Linked DNA regions of Mus musculus: region 2 is linked to region 1. A link is a contact called in public Hi-C data. All regions are on one chromosome and are shown on one strand. Each heading gives the region's core, a stretch centred on a gene start, on an enhancer-like site or on the middle of the called end of the contact. The rest is flanking DNA. Distances are from core to core; before and after follow the strand shown.

Region 1 (6,904 bases), core at 2,929-5,428:
AACAATATACTAATTAAACACAAAACAGCAAAAAACGAGGTCCATACACGGAAAGTTGCTAGAGCCTGCCCGTAAGGACCTGAAGTGATGAGACTGGCAACTGCGTTTAGAATGGACAGGCTTCTTCCCTTCCACACACACAATGTTTGATGCTGGTGCACACACTTCTATACACATGCATAACACTGCGTATCTGTGATGATAAACTAATGAGACACTCAGCCAAGTCTTAAAGGCAGATGTCAAAGGACAGTATGCTAGACTGTGAAACCATACATCAAATTAGTAACACCCTAACTTCAATATCCATTTATTAAAAAGCACCTCTTGGTAATAAAAGCAAAACAAATAAACAAACAACAACAAAACCCCAGTAATATCTATTTCATTCTCACATCAGCCTGTTAAATTCATGATGGGATTTTAAACAGGCAGCCTGCTGGGCTATAGACAGAACTCAAATGCAGGTGAGTGTGCCGACTCTGAAGCAAGAGCGGGAGCAGAGCAAAACATTGAAAAGCTATGCAAATTTGAAATTTATCACAGCTTTCTTCCTTAGGCCAAAAAAGAAAAACAAAACAACAAAAAAGCAAATTCGTTTTATAACCACAATTCATTTTGTCAAACTCCTATGAAGACTTTTCATTTAATTATGTATACATAAGAAGAAAGTAAGTTCTTCCACAAACACTCTCAAGCTTACAATTATCAAGAAAACGTCAGAATCTGTAAAAGCAGGAGGAATATTAAACACATGTCAGGAAGGTCAACTTCTGTTTCTGCTTTTAAGTAAAAAAATCACCATATAGAAGTACAAAAACCTGCACTGAATGACAACTGCTGGTGTTTACTTGATCAGAAACGAAGACCAAGAGTGAAGAAAGCCCTGTGTGATTCCCATCTGGAGCACCCCCTCCGTGCACACGAGTGAATCGGCAGCCTCTGGAGCATAGCTTATGAACAGGCGGTCCTTGGATAGCTGCAGTCAATGGAACACTCTTGTCTTGAATGTACCCATAATTCAGTTTCACTTACAAATTGCAAACAAACTCATTCTTCAGAAAAATATCTGTTTGGCATCTCCTGGACTCTGTTCCATTGGGCAATATGGACATTTTAATCTATATATAAAATAGAAAAGATTGAGACAAAGAATAGTATCAGTACTGAGCACAGTTATAAAGTACACTTTCACACCTGTATGCACACCTGCAACACGTGCAAGCAAAGCTGAACTGCTTCTTTTGCCTGGAGGATCAGCTATGCTCGTCAGCCAGGCTTTGAGGAGTCACAGAAAACACCACCTAAATCAGACCCTAACCTGAGAGCCTCTCTGATACTTAGTAATCGGTGAAAACTGTTTTGCAGGTAAAATAAAGACAATTTTTTGAAAACTGATTCTTGAGCTTTAGAAGTAATCTAATCTCTGCCTACCGAGGTTTACATTGCACCTGTCCCTAGATGAATTTCCAATGTGTGGCTGTGTAATCTATTCAAGAACAGCCAATCTATTGTGATCTACCAGCCTGCATTAAGAACAGCCCACACGGCTTTCAGTGACAAAGAGCGCTAGTTCCTTGTGGCCACAGTCACCAGTGATCTGTACTGCCAGGATTTCTGTGTGGTCTGGGAAGGTTATAAACACTTTCTCTCAAGCGATAGACCTCCCAGGAAAGGGTCTTCCCACAATAAGGCCAGAACAAACATCAGTGAAGACTAGCCTAACTACCTAAGCCAGAACACCTTTGAGATCTGTTTTGTTTTAAATTGGGCTGTCTGTAAAATTTACAAATGTCTGTGCACGCTGAACCACGATTACACTGGTAGCAATTATCACATATGGACAACACACTCTGGCACTGTATTCACCAAGAAGAAATGGCTAAATAATGGTATTTCCACACTGCAGAGTAGTCTACACTGGTGGGAAGGGCAGTAAAAGTAGGCTGAGACAATCTTATGTAGCTCAAGATGACCCCTCTAACTTGCTATATAGTTGGGAATGATCTTGAATTCTGGGTCCTACTACCTCTACCACTCAGGCGCTGGGATTAGAAGCATGCACCACCATACCGTGCTCCTCTGTAACTTTAACAACAATCACAAACGGCTCTTTTGTGATATATAAAAATATAAAAATAGCATATAAAAATAGCTCCACAATAATGCTCTAAGTGAGAGAAGCGAAACCCAGAAGGGAGAAGGATATGCACAGAAGACAATTCTTAAGCCTTGGAGAGAGGGCCACACAAGGATCCGAGTACATTTATAAGTCTAATTTTCAAATCCTTGAGCTGGCTAAACTAACCAAAGAGATTAGATGCAATCCACTTTCTATGACTAGTTAAGAAAACTCATTTCTAAATATAGTTATGGCTGAGCACAGTGTTACACACTAATTCCAGTACTCAGCCATGGCTATACAAAGAAACCCTGTCTCGGAAAACAAAACAAACGAACAAACATACAAAAGATTTTGGATTCACTCATTTATCCTTATTACATCTTACTTCCTGCAAGACAGATCTACTTAATGCTTAAGAAGTCAGACACTTACTTGCTACCATTAAACATTTTATTCAGGGCGTCTCTTGATATAATATGACCACAAACCAATTTCATGGGTGGATTGTTATCTGTTGTTTGCTGACGAAGAATGGGACAGGCAAATATGGAGTGATACCAGCACTTTTTACCAAGGTCCACTTCAATCTATTCAAAAAAGAGAAATGCACAAAGACTAGTTAAATCTCCTATCTGAAAAACTACAACACTGCTTTTCAAACTGCAATCTGAGGTCTGAGAAAATCAAACATGATGCTTCAGAAGTTGAGTATCTGTTTGTGGTGGTACCAGGCAGCCTGGCCCACCACTAAGCTACATCCCCTGCCTAAATACCTTGTCATTTCACCAGAACATATACCAAGAGCAGAAGCAGACAGTCTGACTGCTCTGTAGAAGTGCTTGGTTAGGTGATAAATTCAGCGCAACAACTCCTCCAAGGGCAGTCTAAATATAGTTACCTTCTGGGTGACTTCAGATCTGAGTTTCCTATGTAATTTGTATGAAATGGTCCAGAAAAAACCTGAAGCAGGGAGGTAGGCAAAGTTTCTGTTTTTGTTTCTCCCCGGTGCTGGAGTCCAATGCAGGGTTTGCATGTGGCTAGGCGAGCTTTAGTCCAGCGCCCCATCCTAGCTCCTGACCATCACCCCTGTGCATGTGCCCCCTTTCTGTGCCTTTTGAGATAGGATCTCCATAAGTTGCCCAGGCAGGCCTTGATTTTACAATCCTCTTGCCTCAGCCTCCTACATATCTGGAATTGCAGGCTTGTGACATCAGCTTAAGCTTAATCGCAACATGACTTTTAGTCATTTGTTCACATTAAAAGCTCACGGCATGATATCAACATTGTGTTTTTGCCACAAATAAATCAAACCATATAAAAGTTTGAAATTATCTATCAGACCTGCTACTGAATACCAGAGCCTCCACAAATACTTCGTGTTCCTTCCTTCTTATTCTCAAAGTCCATTACTGCCAGGTGTGGTGGCACACACCTTTAATCCCAGCAGAGAAAGGGGATTTTGAGTTTGAGGCCAGTCTGATTGATACAATCTAGACAAAACGAGTTCCACGCCAGCCAGGGACACACAGACTTAAGTCGATTAATAACGATCTTTAAGAAAAACTGACAAAGGGGGAGGAATTCAGTGTGCACAAGGATCTGAGTCCAAACTACAGTACTGCAAAAACGGTGGAACACACCTATAAACCCAGTGCCCAGGGGGATCAGAGGAAACCCCAACTGGCCTACATATTAAGAGTATCCCCTGAGCCCCCAAAAAGAAAAGGGGGGGGGGGGCAAAAGCCAAAAGCACAACAAATCTTTCCTGAGGAAAGATTACCAACCACTACCTCTTGTTGCTTTTCCAGTCAAGAGCATGCTGTTAGCTGAGATCCCCTACAGATTACTCTACTTCAGTGTGCATATTTCAAAAACACTCACAGCAAGATCATGCAACTGCCAGAAGCTGGTTATCTGCTTAAGAAAAAGAGTTCTTCATTTGCTCCAGCAGCAGCAGCAGCAGCAGCAGCAGCAGCAGCAGCAGAGTACAGTGCTGCTTATATCCTGAGCACATGTAGCACTGGGAAGACACCTGTGCCTTTAACACAAAGCATCCTCTTGACAAGCTGCTATAGTTGGTGCAACCAACTGACAGGCTTACAACTGAAAGAACAAGCTAGCTACAGACAAATCTGTGTGCAGGTGTGGTAAAAAAAAAAGCAGCTCATGTCAATGGCTGACTAATTTAACCCTCCGGCATCTGTGACATAATTTTCTCACAAATGGAAATTACAGGTTAAAGTCCCTCAAATTTATTTTCTTGTTTCATTTTTGTTGTTGTTGTTGTTAAGATAGTGTCTCACTAAGAGGCCCTGATTACCCTAGAACATAGTATGTAGGCTGGTCTCAAATTTACAAACATCTTCCTAACTCTCCCATCACCTCCCTATACCTATTTTAACTTTAACTAGTTAACTGACTTGTTTCCTTTTTAGAGCGGTGCTGAGACTAGACTCAAAGCTTCAAGCCTGCTAGGCAAATGGTCTTCCACTGAGCTATACTCCCAACCTTATTTTTCACTCATGTTATGTGCATTAAAACAAAAACAGAAACAAAAACAAACAAACAAACAAAACATGTTGAATAGCTACAATAGCGTTTTCTGGTTAAATGGCGAAATTTAAACATTCATCTTCAAGGATTGTCAAGTTGAACTCACAGGTAATTCGTCTTTCTGGTTCCAAACTCCAGTACACTGCCTCTGCTCAATCACAGCTTTGATGTTAATTAGCGCAGGCAGCGCCACACAACCTGCTGAGAAACTGAGGGCAAAAGAGGAAGCATCAGTGCCAACCCCAGGGATGCTAACCCTACAGCAGGTGCAGGACAGCTATTCCTCTAAAAAGAAAACAACTCAACTTTTTTCTCCCTCATGCTCCCAGTCCTCAGCTCTATTTCCTATAATTACTAAAACGTAATCCTCTTTACAAGTAAAACACAAACTTCTAGCACTGTCACATAACCCTAGGCAGCGTGGGAGAAGGAAGAAGAAGAGCAAGCTTTCAAAAGATTGCGTTCTGATAGGACATTTAATTTCCACTAACCCCTCAGTAATTAAAAAGATACTTGGCTTGCCTATCAGGAGAGAGGTAGCGCTGGCCTTCTGTGCTGAGAGGGACGAGCCGTCATCATGAGCACAAATCGCATCACTTCAAGGAGGGGTGAGGGAAATGCAAGGCCTAAAGACCAGTGTGCCTCAGACACGGTGGACTTGTGCTTTAGCATTTAAAGGGGAGGAGACTCTTCTGGGCCTGTCTTCTCTTTAAGTATGATTATGCAAGGTTATATGAATAAAACATTCCAAAGTTTTCCCACCAGTTTACAGTTATTTTTTTTAAACTACAATGTCTTCGCCAGTCTCATCAGAAAAGGCTTTCAAGCTCAGAACCAAAACTTTTAACTTTAGTCTAAAATCGTGACCTTTATCACTGTATGGAAAGATGCACACACTTGCTTCCTTTACTGTGACAAACTTACTTCATTCACTTGGAAAAATAACTTAAAACCAAGAATGTCAATAAACTGTGGTTTGGTTTTCATAGAGTAGATCACTTTTTGTTAGAAATTAAATTTACTGATTGATTCATTTATAAATCACAATAAACACAATAAATTTGAGTGTCTGTCGCAAATGAGTTCAAGTAAAAACTGTATTCTGCAACAAGACATAACACAGGTGCTTTGTCAACACAAGCATCATACTGTGGTGAGAAACTAAACGCTTTATGCAAATGCCCTATTGTGTCACAGAGAATGCTAAGAAGATCCAGACCCAAATATCAACTGAAAGCAAGTATCTATTGCCCACCCAAAGTACTGCAGAGCTCAGCAAGCATTTCCTAGGCAGCCAGCATGGTAGTGATGATACCTGCTGAGGCTGGCATCAGTGTCCCCACAACACAGACCCTGACATTTAACTTACTTCTGCTTCTGCATCATCCGTGCAAATGTCAGCAGTGGAAAGGGTTTTGGGACTCCCTGGCTCCCGGGTCACATTTGGAGAACTTGCTGACCTAAACTGTGTCATTGCCATCTGTGGCAAGCACTTCAAGTACCAACTATTATACGTCTCCAGAAAGACAACACAATCTACTGGTTTGATTAAAGGACCAGGAAAAGCCACCCAGTATAATGCCCATTTCAGAGCAACCAGAGCCCATTACTACACCTGACACTGAGAGGAGACTCCACGGAGAGCCCCAGGAGGGCACAAGCATCCCGTGTAAAGATGTCACAGATGTCAGCCCACTGGTTTGCATCAAGTAAGTGAACATATGGTGAGTTTTCAATCCCTTGTCGCAGGTACACGAGGCTTCCCATCAATACCTGAATGTCTAAAAGAAAAAGCTCCAGCACAATGAAGGTGTGTACTCACGTCTCAAACAGCACTGACTTGTGAAGACATGTCCATCCCATGTGACACAGCCTAAAATAATGTAAACGTGGTCCCTAAGCGTGATCGCAAATCCTCCTCCTTAATTAAGTATACAGGAGAGGAGAAGAAGAAAGCACTGAAAATAACGAGCTCAGACTTTCTAGTCTTACACTGCCATATGTGTTTGGTGAATACGTAGCTACTCTGACACGTGTGGCAGCAGCACGTGGTGAGAGGAAAGTGGCCAAGGAGCAAGCCACAGCTTGGTCTTGGTGTCCTTATATTAAAGAGTCCTTAACTGCCAGTTATCCCAACAGTTTTAGTCATTAGAAAATATGTATGAGAGACACAAGTAGTGGCTACTAGCTCCCCCCAAACACTAAAGACCTCCTCCTCATTGTACT
Region 2 (6,595 bases), core at 4,025-6,524, 110 kb after region 1:
GTAATGAGATCTGATGCTCTCTTGTGGTGTGTCTGAAGACAGGTACAGTGTACTTACATATAATAAATAAATGTTACATATAATAAATAAATAAATCTTTGAAAAAAATTAATGTAACCATGTATATTGGAATAATGGGATACTGAACATGTAATGTCATCCTAAATATTACTTAGGAAAAAGCAAAGTTAATTTTTTAAAATCTGTATTCACTTGCAGTAACATAACAAGTAAACTTGAAGACTGAATGTGGCCAAAATTAAGAATGTAGTGTGTGGATGGCTGAAACTCAAGTCATATCAGACAGTTTCTGAAGCACTAAGATGAGAAGTAGGTTACTGAAGGTCCTGGGACTGCTCCGCAGTATTGCACTAGGATCAGATCCCAGGTTCTCTGATGCTTTTTCTTCCTTCAGACTAACTTTCTGTGTAATCATTGACAATACATATGCCCATCTTCCCATTTATTTCCTCAGTGCTTTTGATCTCCCACTTTGCTGTTGACCAGTTTTGACTTAGGGTTTGAAAATTAAAAGAAAAGCTTCATATTACTTTGTGGGAACAAAGACTACAAGATTTGTTTTTAAAATAAGTGTTAGAAACCTTAATTGGAGGGAAACCTGATTTTTGTCATTGGCTTGCAGTATAATTGGGAATAGGTAGGTTTTCTCTTGTTTGTGGCCTCAAACACATATGCATTTAAAGAGGACGGAATGATGCTGTCATGCACTGTGCTGAAAGAGTGAGCTTCGGTGACTCTGTAGAGATTTCATTGGATACCCTTGGCCTTCCCTTTTTACTTCCATTCCTACTGCATTTGACTTTTTGCCTTCAATAATCAGAAAAGGTAGAACCTGAGAGGGTTTAGCCTGTACAAATTCTAGTTTATTTCTGTCTTTGTTCATTGATTTGAGAAATAAGCTGTAAGGGTTGAAAATATAGCTCAGTAGTAGAACGTTTGCCTAGCCCTGGGTGTGATGTCAGTCGTCTCTTTAAAGTTTTATGAAATTGTTATTCTATTTCTTACCCCCAGTAATTATTTCTAATCTGGCCAAGGAAGATTTGCTGGTTTTGATAATTTTAGATTTATTGACAATATAGAATTGAATAGTCAGTCCGACTGCTGTGTATTTGTGGCCTAAGTGCTTATCTCTCACCTGAATTGATTTTCTGCAAGTGGATGGTGGAGAAGGCAATAGGCAGGACTAAAATGCAGAAGAACCATGTCAAAGGCCTGGGACTTGCTTTTGAAATACAGGATCCTACCTGTAAATGCTTGGTAGATCTGACTAACTAATTAGCAATATAGCCTTTAGTTTTAATTTATCTTTTTTTAAAAGATGTGTTTATTTTTACTATGTATATGGGTGTTTTGCCCTATGTATGTCTGTGTACTGTGTGCTCACCTGGTGCCCACAGAGGCCAGAAGAGGGTGTCAGATCTCCTGGAACTAGACTTACCAATGATTGTTAACCACGTAGGTGCTGAGTATCAAAATTAGGTCCTCTGGAAGAGCAGCCAGTACTCTTAACCCCTGAGCCATCTTTCCAGCCCCAGTCACTTATTTTATTGATGTCTCACTAAAGGTATGTATGGACTAAATCCCTTAATATGTGAATAAAATTAACCCATTTTTTTAGTATAAATAACTATGCCAGGCCCTGTTCTAGGACCTGAAGATAAAAACGGAAAGATACTGAGGACTATGTCAAGGCAGCTCACATTCCAGTTGTGAGAATCAGACACCAAATAAATTAAAATTTAATATAATGCCAATAAGTTGAAAGTTCTGAAGAAAAAAAAGAAGCAGACTAGAGAGAGATAATAATGAGGAACTTTTTTTTACAAGGTGGCCATTGAATAAAGTTAGTAATAAGTAATGATGTAAATATTAACATATAACCACTATACCTTAGTCTCTTCATTATTGTCTCCCAAAGATTTTTAAAAAGTCACATATTAACAGTTGAAAAGTACTTCCTAAGAACAACGGAATGTGTTTATATGGGAAACAATACAGTAAGGCACAACTTAGTTTTTCCAGTAATGTGCAATGTTTGCACTGATTTCCAGTGCCTGGCTTATGTTCTTTGTGGCCAGTTACTTCGATCAAACAGCTAGTCTGGTCTGCAAAAACAGTGCCTGTTAAGATAGTTGAGAAAAGTAAACCTGAGACCTTGCTGTTGGCACTATGAGCTAACCTAACCAGCTAAACCTTTTTGGCCAGGCACCTCTTTTAAGCTTCATAATTATGTTTGGGTTTTGGTTTCTTTAGTTAGTTTTTTAAAAATATACTTAAATTTTTAAAAATATTTGCGAGAAACAGAAGGGAAGTGTTCTCTTGGTGGTTTGTCATTGCTCAGCCAGACTGTATTAGTCTGTCTCAAGAATACAGGTTTGTACAGTTTAACTGCTGGGCCTCTTCTCCTGTTTTGTTTTCTGTTGTTTGTTTTGAGGCAGGATCTCACTGTGTAGTCCAGGCTCACTACCTTCTTCCTGCTCATCTTTCTGACTACTGAGATAACCGGTGTCAGCCATCATGCCACTCTTCTCTTAAGTGTTTTGAAAGAAGCTGACTAGTTTGTTTGCTCTTTTCTGTTTTTAAAATGTCTGTGAGGAGTATTTTCATACACTGCACTGCATAGATTTTGGCCATTTCTGTCTTCAGCTAGTCAAGCTTGATTCCATTTGTTTCCTGTACACTTAAGCATATGTGGTGAATAGAACTGTAGGAGTTATTTTTCCTATTGCTGTGACAAAGGAAGGGTTTATTTTGGCTTCCTGTTTGGAGGGGAATCTTGTCAGCAGTAGTGTAGGTGGCTAGTTACATCTCATTCATGGCAGGAAGCAGAGAGAGATAAATGCTGGTGTTCCACTCACCTTCTCCTCTTAACACGTCATCGTCATGATCCTCCTCCTGTGTGTGCATGGAGAATGTATGGGAGGGGGTGTACCTGCTGTGGTACATATGTGACAGCCAAAGGGCAGCCTTGTAGAGTTGATTTTTCTCCTACCTTTACGTGGATTCTGGGGATCAAACTCAGGTCAGAAGGCTTGTCAGACAAGTGCTTTTACCACCAAGCTATCTCATCCTCGGTCTTCCCGCACTTCTAAAAATTACATCTACTTTCTTGTGGTAAGAAGTATTTGTGGAGATCAGAGGACAGCTTGTAGGAGTTGGTTCTCTGCACCAACCATTGCAAGAACTAATTTTTCTTTTTAAAGGTAGCAAAATCTGTGTGACATCTTTGTGACTAATATACATTATGTATTTCTCACAGATCCAAGTCCTTTCTTTGTGATACAATTGGAACTCAGAGTTACAATTTTGTGCTTCCTCCCTAACTTAAGCTCCTGACTCTCATTAGCCGTTTATTTCCCACTTTTGTAGATCGTTGACTCTGCCACCACCCAGTCTCCTTGGCATCAAAAATCAAACATTATTTTGTTTTAAAAGATTGCTGGTTAGAGACAAACAGCAAAGTGGATAGGCTTTTGAAATGGGAAAGCTGCATATTGTATAGCATTTTCTTTTGGATTTGTCCTCTAACTTTTTGGTTTATTTGTTTTAACTTTTGTCATAATTCAAAAAGGGATATAACTGTTTGTTCCCTACTAGCTGTCCCATTTATTGAGATTAAAGTCACTGGAGTTGCACAGCACTGAAAAAACACTGTAGGACTTAAAGTACTGGAAAGCTTTGTTCAGTACTTCAACTGAAGTATTATGTTAATGCAGTTCCTGTTTGACTGGAAGCATTAACAGCTGATTTTAAACTTGTTTATTTGCTCTTAAGACAAGAGGTTTGTTTATGGCAGTTCTAATTATTTATTCCTTTAATGGGCTACTACAGAACAAAATATATGGCAAGCCACAGTGTTTTGTGTTGGTGAAAATCTTTTGAGTTTACCCATAAAGTAAGCCAGTGAGAATAGTATACTTGATTTTAGCCAGAAGTTAAAAACAATAACAGGGTGAATACTTAAAGTTAGTTAATTAAAATGCTATTTGGTTTCAGCTTTTGTCCATCTCTGACTCTCATTTTTGATGATTTTTGTACAGGGGATATACATATATTTTATACTTGTGAAACTAGATCCCTGTTAAAATACTGAGCAATGTAGAAAATGTCAACTTTCTTATTCAAAGAGATTGTATTATTTAATTATGACTTCTCTGTGGAGATCAACAAGGATGCACTAAATGTTCTGACAGAAATACACCCCTTCTCTTAAAAAAACAGGCAAAAATATATTTGCAAACACACTGAAATGGCTATCTTTTATATATAAGTAACTGAGACAATTAGTGTGTAGTTGCATAGCAAGATGCCATTTATACTATCTGTTCAGAAAACATTCAGGATAACAGGTTGTTGGGAAGGAACTTTTGGTTATAATAGAAATTGCTTTAGAAACTCTTTATAAAAAGAAGTAGAAACTGGGTAGTGGTGGCAGTGGTGGTAGCTGTCTTTAATCCCACCACTCTGGAGGCAAAGGCAGGCAGCTATCTGTGAGTTTGAGGCCAGCTTGATCTACAGGGCCAATTCCAAGATAGCCAAGGCTACATAGAGAAATCCTGTCTCGAAAAACCAGAACTGGGGATTGTATAGAACAAGCTGTAAAAAGCTTGAAAAAGTTTAGTTCAGCTCAAATGTTTAACTAGCAGCACCCAGATCATCTAGGCATAACAATGAATGGAAAGATTGCCCTATATTTAGCCTGTATGCCAGGTCTTTTTCGGGCTTGAAATTCACCTGTACTTTGGTTCGATTTTTTTCTTATATCTGAAAATATTCTTCATAGAGAATTTCTGAGAAGTAGCTCTTCTCATGTAATAAGACCAGCACTGTAGGTGCCACTTCAGATCATGCCTACTTTGTAGGACATAAGCTACAGGTCAGAGCGACTCCTGCTAATGTGACACAGTTTTATAGGCTGAGAAGATTTTGTTTTGCCGTTAACTGAGCCAATGATTTAATGGTGAAAACACTAGCATTTTATAGTGACCATTTAATTCAACCTTCTTCATTGTTAATGTATGTAAGACCTTCAGTTGACTAACTGCATAGGATTTTAACAAAGCAATTTCTAATTGTGTAGCAATAATGACAGAATCATAAAACGATTTCATTAAATACTTAGATGACTTCTCATTTTTGTACAGCTCTCTCAGTGGGGGATCCTTCAACTCTTCCAGAACAGATGCTAGAACAGTTTGCTGAGTAAATAAGGCCCCAGGGTTGAAACTGTCATGTAGCTCTTCTGCCACGTTCACAGCTCTCCTCACTCACTCCTGCCATCCCTGCCAGAACCAGGGTGTGCCTGGGAACAGCTCTCTCTCATTCCCCTTCTCATTTCTAACACAGAAATGCTTGTCAGACGGCTGCAAGGTACTTGCACAATCAGCAATTAGGTCTTCACTCAAAGATGCCCTGAGATTTAGGACTGTGTGCACGTTGACAGAGGCAACTTCTTAGCTCTTTGATGCATTGTCATTGCCAACACAGACCTAAAGTATCTGGGATATTTTACAGCTTTATTCAAGAAATGGAAAAATGTTGGAAAAGAGTTATTTTTAAAGAGAAAGAAGAGACAGAAAAAAAGAAAACTGAAAAGAACAGAGGGCATAGTGTTTAATTACACAGAGGCTCACCTGAGAAGTCCAGGTTCCTTGGCTCCATGGTCAAGAGAATTACTAATGACTCTTTAGAAGTAACAGAAAGGAAAAGAACACTTACTTTGCTGCTGGGTATGTAACTGAGTGGTGGAGTATTTGCCTAGTATGCCCTTAGTGTTCTATGTTCCACTTCCTGAGCCACCATTACCTCCACTAAAGAGACAGAGACACAGACACACAGAGAGAGACAGAGGCAGAGACAGAGACAGAAGGAAAGAAGGAAAAGGACCAGGAAGTAGGAAGCAGACCATGCTTGACTACCCTGAGTCTGCAGATAAACCTTTACAATGTACTTTTAGATAAGAAAAAGGGAAAATAACATCTTGGGTAATGTGATCAGCATTACCTCCTTAGAAAGCTTATATCTAAAACCTTGTCCTCAGTCATCTGAGAATGCAAATGTGAACTCCTGTCTCCTTCAGTGAGATCATGTATTTTCATTAAATGCAGTATCAAAACCATTTACTTAATTCTCTAATTTGTGTACATGTATTAAGTATCCAATGTATGTTACAATGTGTTACATAAACATGCATGTCTCCATAAGTGTTAGAACAGCAACATCCGTGACGTATGTAGGAGTTACTAGAGTACTCTGGTAGCACAGAAAGGAAACTTCATTTTTCAGGACCATGTGCCCTCCCTCAGCCTGTGATGCCACTGACACTTGTTAGACTTCCCAGGAGAAAGGCCACAGATGACGTGGCTGTACTCCTCTTGCCTTTCCCGGGGAGTTGACTGCTGGCACTCAGTTCATACACAAGCCTGGGGCTTTACTTCCTGAAGGCTTTTTGAATATGAAAATGGTTCTTCCTGTCAGAAAGATTAGAGGCCCCAGAGTATTGTGTTTGTAATTTTAAATTGAATAATGTCAGTAAGGATGGCATTTATGAAAGCTTAGGTCTATATATGCTGGA

The links. A called contact is a pair of places that touch in the nucleus more often than the background predicts.
Region 2: a contact with region 1 is called in a Hi-C map of cerebellar granule neurons, with 2.2 times the contacts expected there. The contact joins two enhancer-like sites. A contact is called at or near these places in 3 of 39 promoter capture datasets (the C10 cell line, the HPC-7 cell line and liver), 2 of 484 Hi-C or Micro-C datasets (cerebellar granule neurons and nephron progenitors), 5 of 115 datasets of contacts at active chromatin or transcription factors (the SCID.adh cell line, astrocytes, bone marrow-derived macrophages and 1 more) and 4 of 9 other capture datasets (adipose tissue, embryonic stem cells, liver and 1 more).

The regions. Positions count from the first base shown.
Region 1 is chr6:71,392,068-71,398,971 of GRCm38.p6, forward strand. It overlaps Rmnd5a (required for meiotic nuclear division 5 homolog A), which reads right to left. Exons shown (of 9, transcript NM_024288.2): 6 at 6,294-6,459; 7 at 4,785-4,887; 8 at 2,558-2,712; 9 at 1-1,121. The coding sequence ends at 1,058. Among named protein-coding and RNA genes, the nearest start is that of Cd8a, 22 kb to the left of the region's middle. Within about 2 kb of position 4,179, at least 17 of the 459 cell types and tissues checked have an H3K27ac peak or open chromatin away from gene starts, as enhancers often do. A contact at or near this core is called in cerebellar granule neurons, where this site is marked.
Region 2 is chr6:71,497,932-71,504,526 of GRCm38.p6, forward strand. The region is part of intron 2 of Rnf103 (ring finger protein 103); the gene reads left to right. Among named protein-coding and RNA genes, the nearest start is that of Rnf103, 7.4 kb to the left of the region's middle. Within about 2 kb of position 5,275, at least 11 of the 459 cell types and tissues checked have an H3K27ac peak or open chromatin away from gene starts, as enhancers often do. A contact at or near this core is called in cerebellar granule neurons, where this site is marked.